2 separate regions of the Rattus norvegicus genome follow, and region 2 is linked to region 1. Evidence: chromatin contacts called from public Hi-C data. All regions are on one chromosome and are shown on one strand. The core of a region is the stretch at or near the end of the contact, and the rest is flanking DNA. Distances in the headings are between cores, read along the strand shown. Region 1 has its middle 24 kb from the start of Trnap-agg35. Region 2 has its middle 440 kb from the start of Trnap-agg35.

Region 1 (4,472 bases), core at 1,264-3,763:
TTCTTGGTAGACATGCCTCTTGTCTTGTCTTCATTGACTGGCAAACCATTTGGACCTTCATAATACAGGAGACCTTTGCACTCTCTTCTCCTTGAAGAATATAAGCCCGGGTTTTTTTTTCTTACAAAGATTTTTCTATTCAAATAAAGATAATACTCATAGGTGATCAGTTGAAAAGATGTACAGTTCCTCTGATGCATACCCGTGACAAGGTTTATTTTGGATGAAGCCAGAGCACCTGAGGAGACCTCTTTGTACTGTCCTCTTTGAACCCTTGCAGGGTTTCTCTTCCTGGGTGGCACTTTTAGCTTGTTTTGACTGTGAAAAATCAACAATTCTCTCTGGTCGGTTCAAGTCTGGAAGAACAGAGTAACAGTGGAGCGGGGCTCCAGAGGCGGTCGCTATGGCTGTCAGTTCTTGTGGTTCACACTGTCCTACTCCTACCTTGCAGCAGGATCATACCCCCACCTCCCTAACTCACTCAACCCTCAACCCCCACCCCACACTTCCCCAATCTCCCACCTCTGCCTGCTGCTGTTGTTTTGGTGATTTTTTTTTTTTGAGACAGAATCTTGCATACAGCCCAGGCTAGCCCAAAAGTCATGATACACCTGCTTCAACTTCCCAGGGACTGAAGAGTACAAGCAAGTGCCACATCTGGCGGAGGAGAAATCATTCCATCCTTGGCTCTATGCATTCTTTTTCTTTTGTCCTGGGGACCTTTTGGCCATTGCAAGGTGACTTTTCCCTCTCTGGCCTTCAGGTTCTGCTCACACTTCCAAGTACTTGCCTCCTTCTGTGTACCTCTTGTATTTAAACATCCTAAAAAGCTCATCTGATAGTGTCCCCTAGACTTCAGGTATCTTTTCTAAGGCAAGTTTTTCAAATCAGATGGTGTTGCCCACCACTAGCCAGTCTGTAAACAGTGGTTACTCTTGAGACATTTGTCCCTCCTTTCCCCAAACCAATTAGTCGTGGCCTTTAATGTTGGCAACTGTATGTGAGGGTATGTGGTGGGTGTGCTTTCAACAGGGAGAGGACACCAAGCACAGCTGTTGGAGGCAAGCCAAGTATGACTGTTCCCTTTCCTTAGAGAAGGTCCCTGGTCAGGGATGAGGACTTGTCATCAGCTGTCTTAGTTTGCCATGGGAAAAAAATATATAAGGCATTTATTGAAGACTTGAGGTTGTATTTGTTTTAAGAATGTGTCGGTTGTGTCCCCATGTACCCGTTCACAGATCTGGGGAGGATGTGGGGAGGAGGGGGTGCTCAGGGCTTCTCTTGTTGTTTAAAACAAGTCAGGGAAGCTTTGCTCATCATAGGCTTCATGTTACTTTTGCTCTTGTGTACCCCCAAACTTTGGGGAAAATGCACTTGCAGAATGTTTGTCATCCAGCATCGTAATGAGGTCGGATGAAGTGTGCCTAAATTTGCCTATTCCCTACATTGATCATGATTTCTTTCCCTGTTTTGAATGGATTTTATCTAACCAGATCTCTTTCCTTCATGCTTGTTCATTCGTTCGTTTGTTTGTTTTGATCTCTCATCCCATGTGGTTTTTTAAACCTCAAGTCTTAATTTCAGAAGCAATCAGACACTAAAAAATGACTAAAGCTAAAATTCTTTACCAACACAATTATCCATATATTCTAAGCTACATTTCCATGAGGACCAGTCATATCATATACTGGCCAAGTCCTAGTCTACAAAAGCACTTCCAAAACTTTTGATGAATAGATAAATTATTCAATGTGATTGCCAAAATATCAGAAGAAGTCAAATTGTGCCCAGCAAATACCAAGCAAAATATGCATTTGAAAACAAGATCATTTTAGAGGACACTATTTATAATATAATATTGGTAAAAATGTTGTCAGATCTCAAATTGGGATTCCTGGTAGCCACACTATCTCTGTTCTTTCCACCCCGCCACAGTTATGAATAGCATGAAAGTGGGACTAAGTTCATAAAGCTTATGAGAAAAACAAAAACCACATGAATTACATTTTATAACCACTGAAAGGAAGGCAAAGCCAGTACTTTGAAAGCAAATTGGGCATTCTTTCTGTACTCATTGCAGCCTTGCTATTCATCATTGTAACCTGACATTGAATGAAGTTGTATTTTCATGTTAGTGTCTTTTGAAACATGCAATTCCATAAGCATTCCATTGTGATAATAAAAAAAAAGCCCTTGTGTCCATCCAAACAGAGAAAACACTGTATCACAGCTACTGGTGGCTGTTTATCACAGTTCTGGCAACTATTTAAAGGAGACAAAGAGGGAGAGAGACAGAGAGAGAGAGAGAGAGAGAGAGAGAGAGAGAGAGAGAGAGAGAGAGAAGAATTCAATATAATTCAATCAAAGACTGAGGAATACACATGAGAGAAAACAAGGCAGGATAGAAAATTGGTAAAGTCAGCATTATTACTGAATGTAATGCTTTATAGTAGTTGAGAAAGGGCTAGAAAGAGTGTGTTGTGCTGCCATGATACAACAGCTAATTCATATGTATAAACCACTGAAGTTCACATGAAGACTTAGCAGTGCTTAACACTACCAGACTCTGATGTGAGGAAGTCACCTCATGTTTCTGGAAGGAGAGCTAGGCAGCCAGGAATTCTTTTCATCGGTCAAGGAAGGCAAGGAATGGAATGCCACCAGTGTCCGCTGTGTCCTCTGACCTGCTCTTGTCTGTGTCCTGTACCGTTTCAACAGTCATCAGGGACAATAGTGTTCAAAGGATGCATGTGAGAGAGAGTGCAGCCGTTCCCACTGTGGTTTCTCTTAGTCGACCAGCTTTAAAAGCCTTCTTGTACTAAAAGATAAAAGCCCTTGACCTTTTAACTCAAAACTGAAATGTCTGATGCTGAGAACCGATAGTCTAGTGTATCCCCTGGATAGACTCCATTGCAGGTCCCAGTGGGAGCAGTGATTTGAAGCATCCTCTTGGTTTCAGGTTCTTATTCACCACCTTTTAAAGGGGAAGCATCGTTGAGGGTGAAATTTGGACTCATAAAACTCTGCATTAATTACATACCGACTCTGCACTGTAAAGACAAAGTTCTTTGAGGCCTGGCCATCAGATATCTTTCAGAGGAGAGGGTCTGGGCTGTTATTCTTACTAGCCCCTGAAAGAGCCCCATCCTCTCTCCTGCAGCCCCTTTTGTCCCCAGCCCTTCTTTTTGTCAATGGTTGCCATGGAATCAACCATTAACATATGAAAAGCCATACAGAACAGTTTTCCCTTTACCCCTTCATCCCCCACAACCAAATGCCTGTTGATAAAGCCTCAGTCCTTAATATTCATGTAAAGGAGGGTGGGGTGTGAGAACAGAAATAAAATTCTGAGTGAAAACACAAAGACCTGTTCGACTTGCATCCTCTGGGGGCAAAATGGTCCATTCTTTTTTAAAGAGATAGAAGTTTCTTAATTTCTGTCTTCTTACTGAGGCGTCGCCAGAGTGTGATAGCCATAGTCCCCCACTATAACTGAACTTGTTCACCAGAACATATTGAATTCCTTCATGAGTCAGAGGACAGACATGCGCACTTCTTAACATGCTATGGCAATAGCGTTTGCTTCATTGGGGAGCTAATATCAATAATCAATTCTCACCTTTAAAAATAATTTTTCAATTTATTTGAAAATTTGTCTTTGGTCTTGTCAACTCATAAAACAATCTTCCATCATAAAAAGAATAAAAGCTAGTTCCTTCTGGATCCATTTTTAGTGACCAGGGCCCAGAAACACAGCTTAAGATACCCCAAATTTCATGTTCTAATATGGAAGCCATTATATGAAGTTTTCTAGTTTTTCAGAACAATGAAAGTCATAAATCAGGGAAGGTTTAAAATACATTGGTGGGTATATCTGAGATGTGGTTACACCAAGATTGAGGAAGCTTATTTTATAGGCCAAAGATGTTATCTCCTAATGCTCTTATCTTTGGGTTTGGTAGAAGGTAGTGGATCTGCTAAATTAATAATTTCCAAAGGCTTTTATCTGGTAGTCACAGAATGTTGGTTCTGACACAGTGGCAGGCAAGGACAGCTGTTGAGGGGTGGGGATGAAGTTAACTGAAGATGAGGTAATTAGCCTCTGGACCTGTAACATTCAAATCTCTCCATAGTACTGATGTTCTAATCAGTTGATTGGTCTCTGCAGACACAACTTTCTAGGAGTTCTCCTTTGAAATCCAGAAGAGACTCAGAATTCTACATTGCAGAAAATTATTTCATTTATTATTCAGACTACAGTCCCTAAAACTGTATAGGCTAAAGTTATGTCTTGGTGTCAGGTAGGCTATTTTGATAAGATACACATTTCTGTCCTTGTATATGTTGTCAAATTAATACTATATTGTTTTCCAGCCTCCACACTGTACATCTTTGTAACTGACTCTACAAGGATGAACTCACTAAAAAGTTGAGGGCATGAGTGCTGGGAAGAGGGAGTTGTGCTTAAAGTT
Region 2 (4,997 bases), core at 130-2,629, 420 kb before region 1:
ACTGAATTTACATCATTACCATTACGCCACTCAATATCAAGACAACACCATGCTCCCTGATGCTCTGGGGTTTAAAGCCAGGTGAGGGGTGTTATGAAAATTTTCCAGCCTTCCCCCTTTTTTCTGTTTCACTAGGGTAAGCAAAAATCAGAACCATTATTGCAGATTTTCTGCTCTCATAGAGATTTCCCCTCTCGACCATAACTTTCATGAGTGTGTGCCCATCCTGAACAATGCTGCCACTTACCTAAAAATGCTTTTAATACATCCTTTAACTCACACAGTATTCCAGTGCATGCATAAACTGAAAGGCTTATTTTTATGAACAGAAAGCTAAAGGGGCAGGGGTCTTGAGGATGTATCCAGTCCTCAGAGTTGTGTTGATAGCATGGATAGGGAGTATGATGGGTTGAATAGAACCCTTAAAACAAGAAGATTCATCAACTGTACATGCAGAAGAAAGGAGTCTTTGGCTCACAGAAGACATTTCTTCCGAGTATCTTACATACATGTGAAGGTGTTTTATATAGCTATTACTCATCATTAGGTATGAGTATTTTTTATAATGTTATATGTATAGCTTGTTTGGATTTAGCATGATTTTAATTAAAATCAATTATCAGTATTTAAACATTTGAAGAAATATAATTAAATCCAGGTTTCTAATAGGCCTTAGAAACCTAGATAAATTAATGACATGAAGATAGTCCTTCCATAGCTGCAGCTAAGTTTAGTATTTCTGTTCAAGGTTTTCCCCCCTCTGTTTTTTTTTAAATTAATCAATATATTCAATAAACATCTATCATCACTACACACACACACACACACACACACACACACACATGATTTCTTCAAGGTTTACTAGTGAGGCATTGTCTTACTGTCTGCCTAAAGACAGATTTTGTCTTCTTACTAAGAGCTATTTGTGTTGATCATTATGAAGATTTCTCTATCTCTCAATAGCAAATTAGGAATCTGAAGATCACCAAGAGTACTGCATTTTACTGCACTGTGATATGACTGCTACCCACATTTATCCAAAGAACAATATTTTATAAAGATCCATTAGTTAATAAGATAGGATTCTTTATTTTATTGATGCTAATTTGGCTTACAGTTTCAAAATTCAAAATGCAACAGAAAAAAAAAATATGTCATGGAAAAACAGCAGACATTTGCAGGCATTTGCAGCATGATGAAATTTTCTATTGAGCTTTGAGGGAAGTCCATTCATTCTCAGTGACATTCATAAATGATGACTAATGCATTCAGATAAAATGAGTAATTTACCAAATTACGCGCATTTGGATAAGCTCAGAATGAAGATCCTGTTTGTTAGGCTATGTCCTGAAGTGAATCTCAATGAGTCCCACTTCGTTATGCCTGACTCTACAAATGGGCTTCAGTCACAATCTGAACAAAAGCCTTGACATGTAAATAAATGTGCAAATGATGGCCAAGCTACATTGCGAGTTTTGTCCTTAGCCTACTCAGGAACAGTCAACTGCATAAGGACTACCAGTAATGAATAGATGGCACCGTTGTGCCTATCATGAAAGCATTTACCGAAAGCTTCTTTAGCAATGTCCCAGTGTCACACCACGTTCCTCAAGACCAGAAGAGCCTGGTACACATATAAAAAGGTCTCTCTGAGCAACTCTAATTTTCCCTTAAAATGAGCCCTAACAGTAAAAGTGCCTTCACCATCCCTGCCTCCTAATTGCTCACATGGGACTGGAACCCCCCACCCCCATCATTTTTGATTTTTAAGAAGGACTCCATCCTTTGGTATGAACAAGGCATAAACAAGAGCTGTAACAAACCCTGTTACCAGAGAGAAATGCACACAGAGCCAAATATTATATGATGCTGCTTAGTCTCAAGTACATTCAAACTATTTCTGTCAAGATTGAAAATTGCTAATGTAAGATACAATGCAGTCATCTTTTTATAGAATTCTTTCATCCATGTCTCTAAATAAAGTCAGTCTGGTGTGCACCAGAGTCCAACAAATTCTGTTTAGCAAATTTGATTGAGGAAATAAAATAAACCAGTGTCTTTGATAAACTGAGTTGAATAAGTAACATTTCTTTTCCTACAAGTAATTACTTCAGATTCAGTTAAAAGTTACTTATCTAATTGGATTTTGCTAATAACTAGAAGTTTTTCTAAGAGTGCTTCTAAAGCCATCTATATAAACTTACATATTTACCAGCAAGGTCATGATCCTACGGTGAACCTCTTCATTGTGATGGTTCAGTAAAACACAATCAAAACACCAAGACTTGACCAGATAGAGCAAGGGTTGCAGACAGAGCAGTAAATGCAACAAACGACTCATGAGGTGACAGACAATGTGTGGACAACATATACTGATCAATTGTATTAGTAACAGCTCTCAAGTAGAAACAAGTTTTGAATCTTATGAAAGACTATGCCCAAAAATGCCATAGACTCCCTTGATCACCAGACTTAGGGAACAAGGATGGCTTCCCGGAGAGTGAGTTTAAGCTAAGTTTTGAAGGTGATATTGATTGGTGGATAAGTAATATTAGCAGGATGGACCATTTCATAGAGCAGAAATATGAAGAGAATCACATTATATTTGCCTAACTGATAGACAATGGGGCTGCATGAAAAGAGTCAGAAAGTAGCCCAGAAAGAAAGAGAAAAATGTAAGGGCCCAGGGGCGCATGCTGATTCTTCACTACATTACAGTTCTGTCTTGACGCAGTTAAAACACCATTGGAAGTATGCGTTTGTTAGAACAAAATGTCATAAACAGAACAGCTCAGTGATTGGAAATATATCTTTGCCTGGTTTGGAGGATTAGATGTCTATGATCACAAAAGAGTTAGCTTCCTTCAAGGCCTCTCTGCTTAGCTTGAGGGTGGCTGTCGCCTCTCTGTGTCTGTAGGTGATCTTTCTTTTGTGTGTGTTTTGCCCTAATCTTTTTGTGTAAGAATGTTGATGATAGTAGATTAGGGCCCCGCCCCCCTTCATTTTAACTTCGTGCTACCTTTAAAGCTTCTACTTCTGAATACAGTTACCTGTTTGGTGGAGGAGTTACCCACAGTAGACAGTTTGCTATACAATGATAATCTCATTTACGATTTGCCTATTCATTTTCATTATGACTGGGGGAAAAATGGAAGACATGACTAATGTATTAATATGAAACCCTTGGCTGGAATCTAGGAGACGATCACAAAGCTTTGCTAGATAGACCCCAGCTTGGTTTCAGGGAGACTATGTCAAGAAAATGCATACAAAAATCAAGTCAAAGATGCTTCCTATTTCAAGCCAGAAGGGGAGGAGGCCAGGAAGAGGTTCACGGAGATAGACTGTGGATGTGGCAGCAGGAAGTTGAGGTAGTTAACTATCATGGTTTCTATTTTAACTTTCTGTGAAGTAGGCCATCTGCTGAGAAAGGAAAGGGAAAAAAATTACAGATGTGAATTGAATGGAAAACATTTTAAATTACAGTTCCAGAAAGTGGGGGAGCCGACTACCCGAAGCTTCACTAGAATTTCTATTAAGCATTTAAAGCCTCTTTAGTATGGGTGACCACGGATTGTTAAAATGCATTATGGGAGATTTTTCTTTAAGTAATTAATTTATTTTCCTGCCACAATTAACTGTGTGGGCATGGCCTTATAGAAAAAAAAAAAAAAAAACAAATCTGGACAAATCTGGATCCTTCTAGGGTTCATGTTTCTCAGGAAGGATAATTCTTCCTAAGATGGTTAAAATAATTCTAAGCCAAAAAGGGTTTCATCTTAACCCTTTGGAATGTCCCAGGTGCTTGGAATTTGGCATTAAAATTATCAGGGAATGATGGAATAGGAGGCATTTGCTGACAATGCTGCTGGACTGGAACCTTCTGGAAGCATTTCACTGTGAGGCTCTTGGGAATGGTCTCCAAGTTTATCTTGAAGCACATGCAAAAAGCCACAAGTCCATGTGCTTTGGCTGCGGCGACACAGTGAAGGTTTTAAGTTGCTAATCCCCCAGCTATCTCAATTTTTCCTGGCTGCACCCTTCTCTGTATGAGAAACACACTGGGAATTCCATAAACGGTGTGTCGTGTCCGTGTCACAGAGCATAAAATAAAACATCAGGTATTAGGGTGGACGCTGCTTCTTCTTCACCATCCTGCCCTGACAGTGAAGGTCCCAGCACTATTTCTTAACAACCTAGCTAACTGAAGAACTGAAAAACAAATTCATTTCTTCTCTGAAAAATTACAATAATCCCTCAGAATTCAAAAGGGAAGACAAACCACAGTGTCTAGGAATATAATTCCGATCTTAAGCTAGTTTTTGGTGTGTCCATTCCATTGCCCCCCCCACACACACACACACAAACTCCTACTGGGATTAGGGACAGGGAAAGACTATCACAGTATCTAACTCCTTAGAATCATAGAAGCTCAGATTTCACTTACCTCAAAGGGACGGAATGTAAGGATGTAAATTCCGTTGGACAGATTGTTTTTACATACGCTACTTCTTAGTATTCTTTGTAGCAGGATATAGGCTCCCAGTGTGAAATACTAATAATGACGAGGGATTTGCCAATAACAAAGAAACAAGATAGTATAAAATATTGTACAAGCAAAGTGGAGCCATAAGATAATGCTTTGACATTTTTGAGAAAAATATGCTAATCTGAAACATGCAGTCTGTTCAGACCTTGAATTTTCTGTTTAATGATATCGTTTCTGGCTACAAAAGCATAGTATTAGAACCTTTATAAAGTATCTAACATGTTTTACGCTAAGAACATAAAAACAAAACACAATCTTCTTTAAGAACATGTTATCTTCCTATTATTTAGACATAATTATACGGTGGAAAACTAGCTCGAGACCAGTAGTGACTGCAAGGGGAGAAATATTGAACCAAGATACTGTTTGTAATGAGAGACCCGACTTGGGAAGGGAAAAGGAGGAAGAAATAAGAGAACTTGGCTGGGTGGTATTTTCATTAGCTAGT

The links. A called contact is a pair of places that touch in the nucleus more often than the background predicts.
Region 2: a contact with region 1 is called in a Hi-C map of Schwann cells, with 8 times the contacts expected there. The contact joins two enhancer-like sites. A contact is called at or near these places in 1 of 12 Hi-C or Micro-C datasets (Schwann cells) and 1 of 1 datasets of contacts at active chromatin or transcription factors (oligodendrocytes).

Annotation. Positions count from the first base shown.
Region 1 is chr20:42,499,257-42,503,728 of GRCr8, reverse strand. No RefSeq gene overlaps it. Among named protein-coding and RNA genes, the nearest start is that of Trnap-agg35, 24 kb to the right of the region's middle. Within about 2 kb of position 2,513, at least 2 of the 93 cell types and tissues checked have an H3K27ac peak or open chromatin away from gene starts, as enhancers often do. A contact at or near this core is called in Schwann cells, where this site is marked.
Region 2 is chr20:42,912,668-42,917,664 of GRCr8, reverse strand. No RefSeq gene overlaps it. Among named protein-coding and RNA genes, the nearest start is that of Trnap-agg35, 440 kb to the right of the region's middle. Within about 2 kb of position 1,379, at least 3 of the 93 cell types and tissues checked have an H3K27ac peak or open chromatin away from gene starts, as enhancers often do. A contact at or near this core is called in Schwann cells, where this site is marked.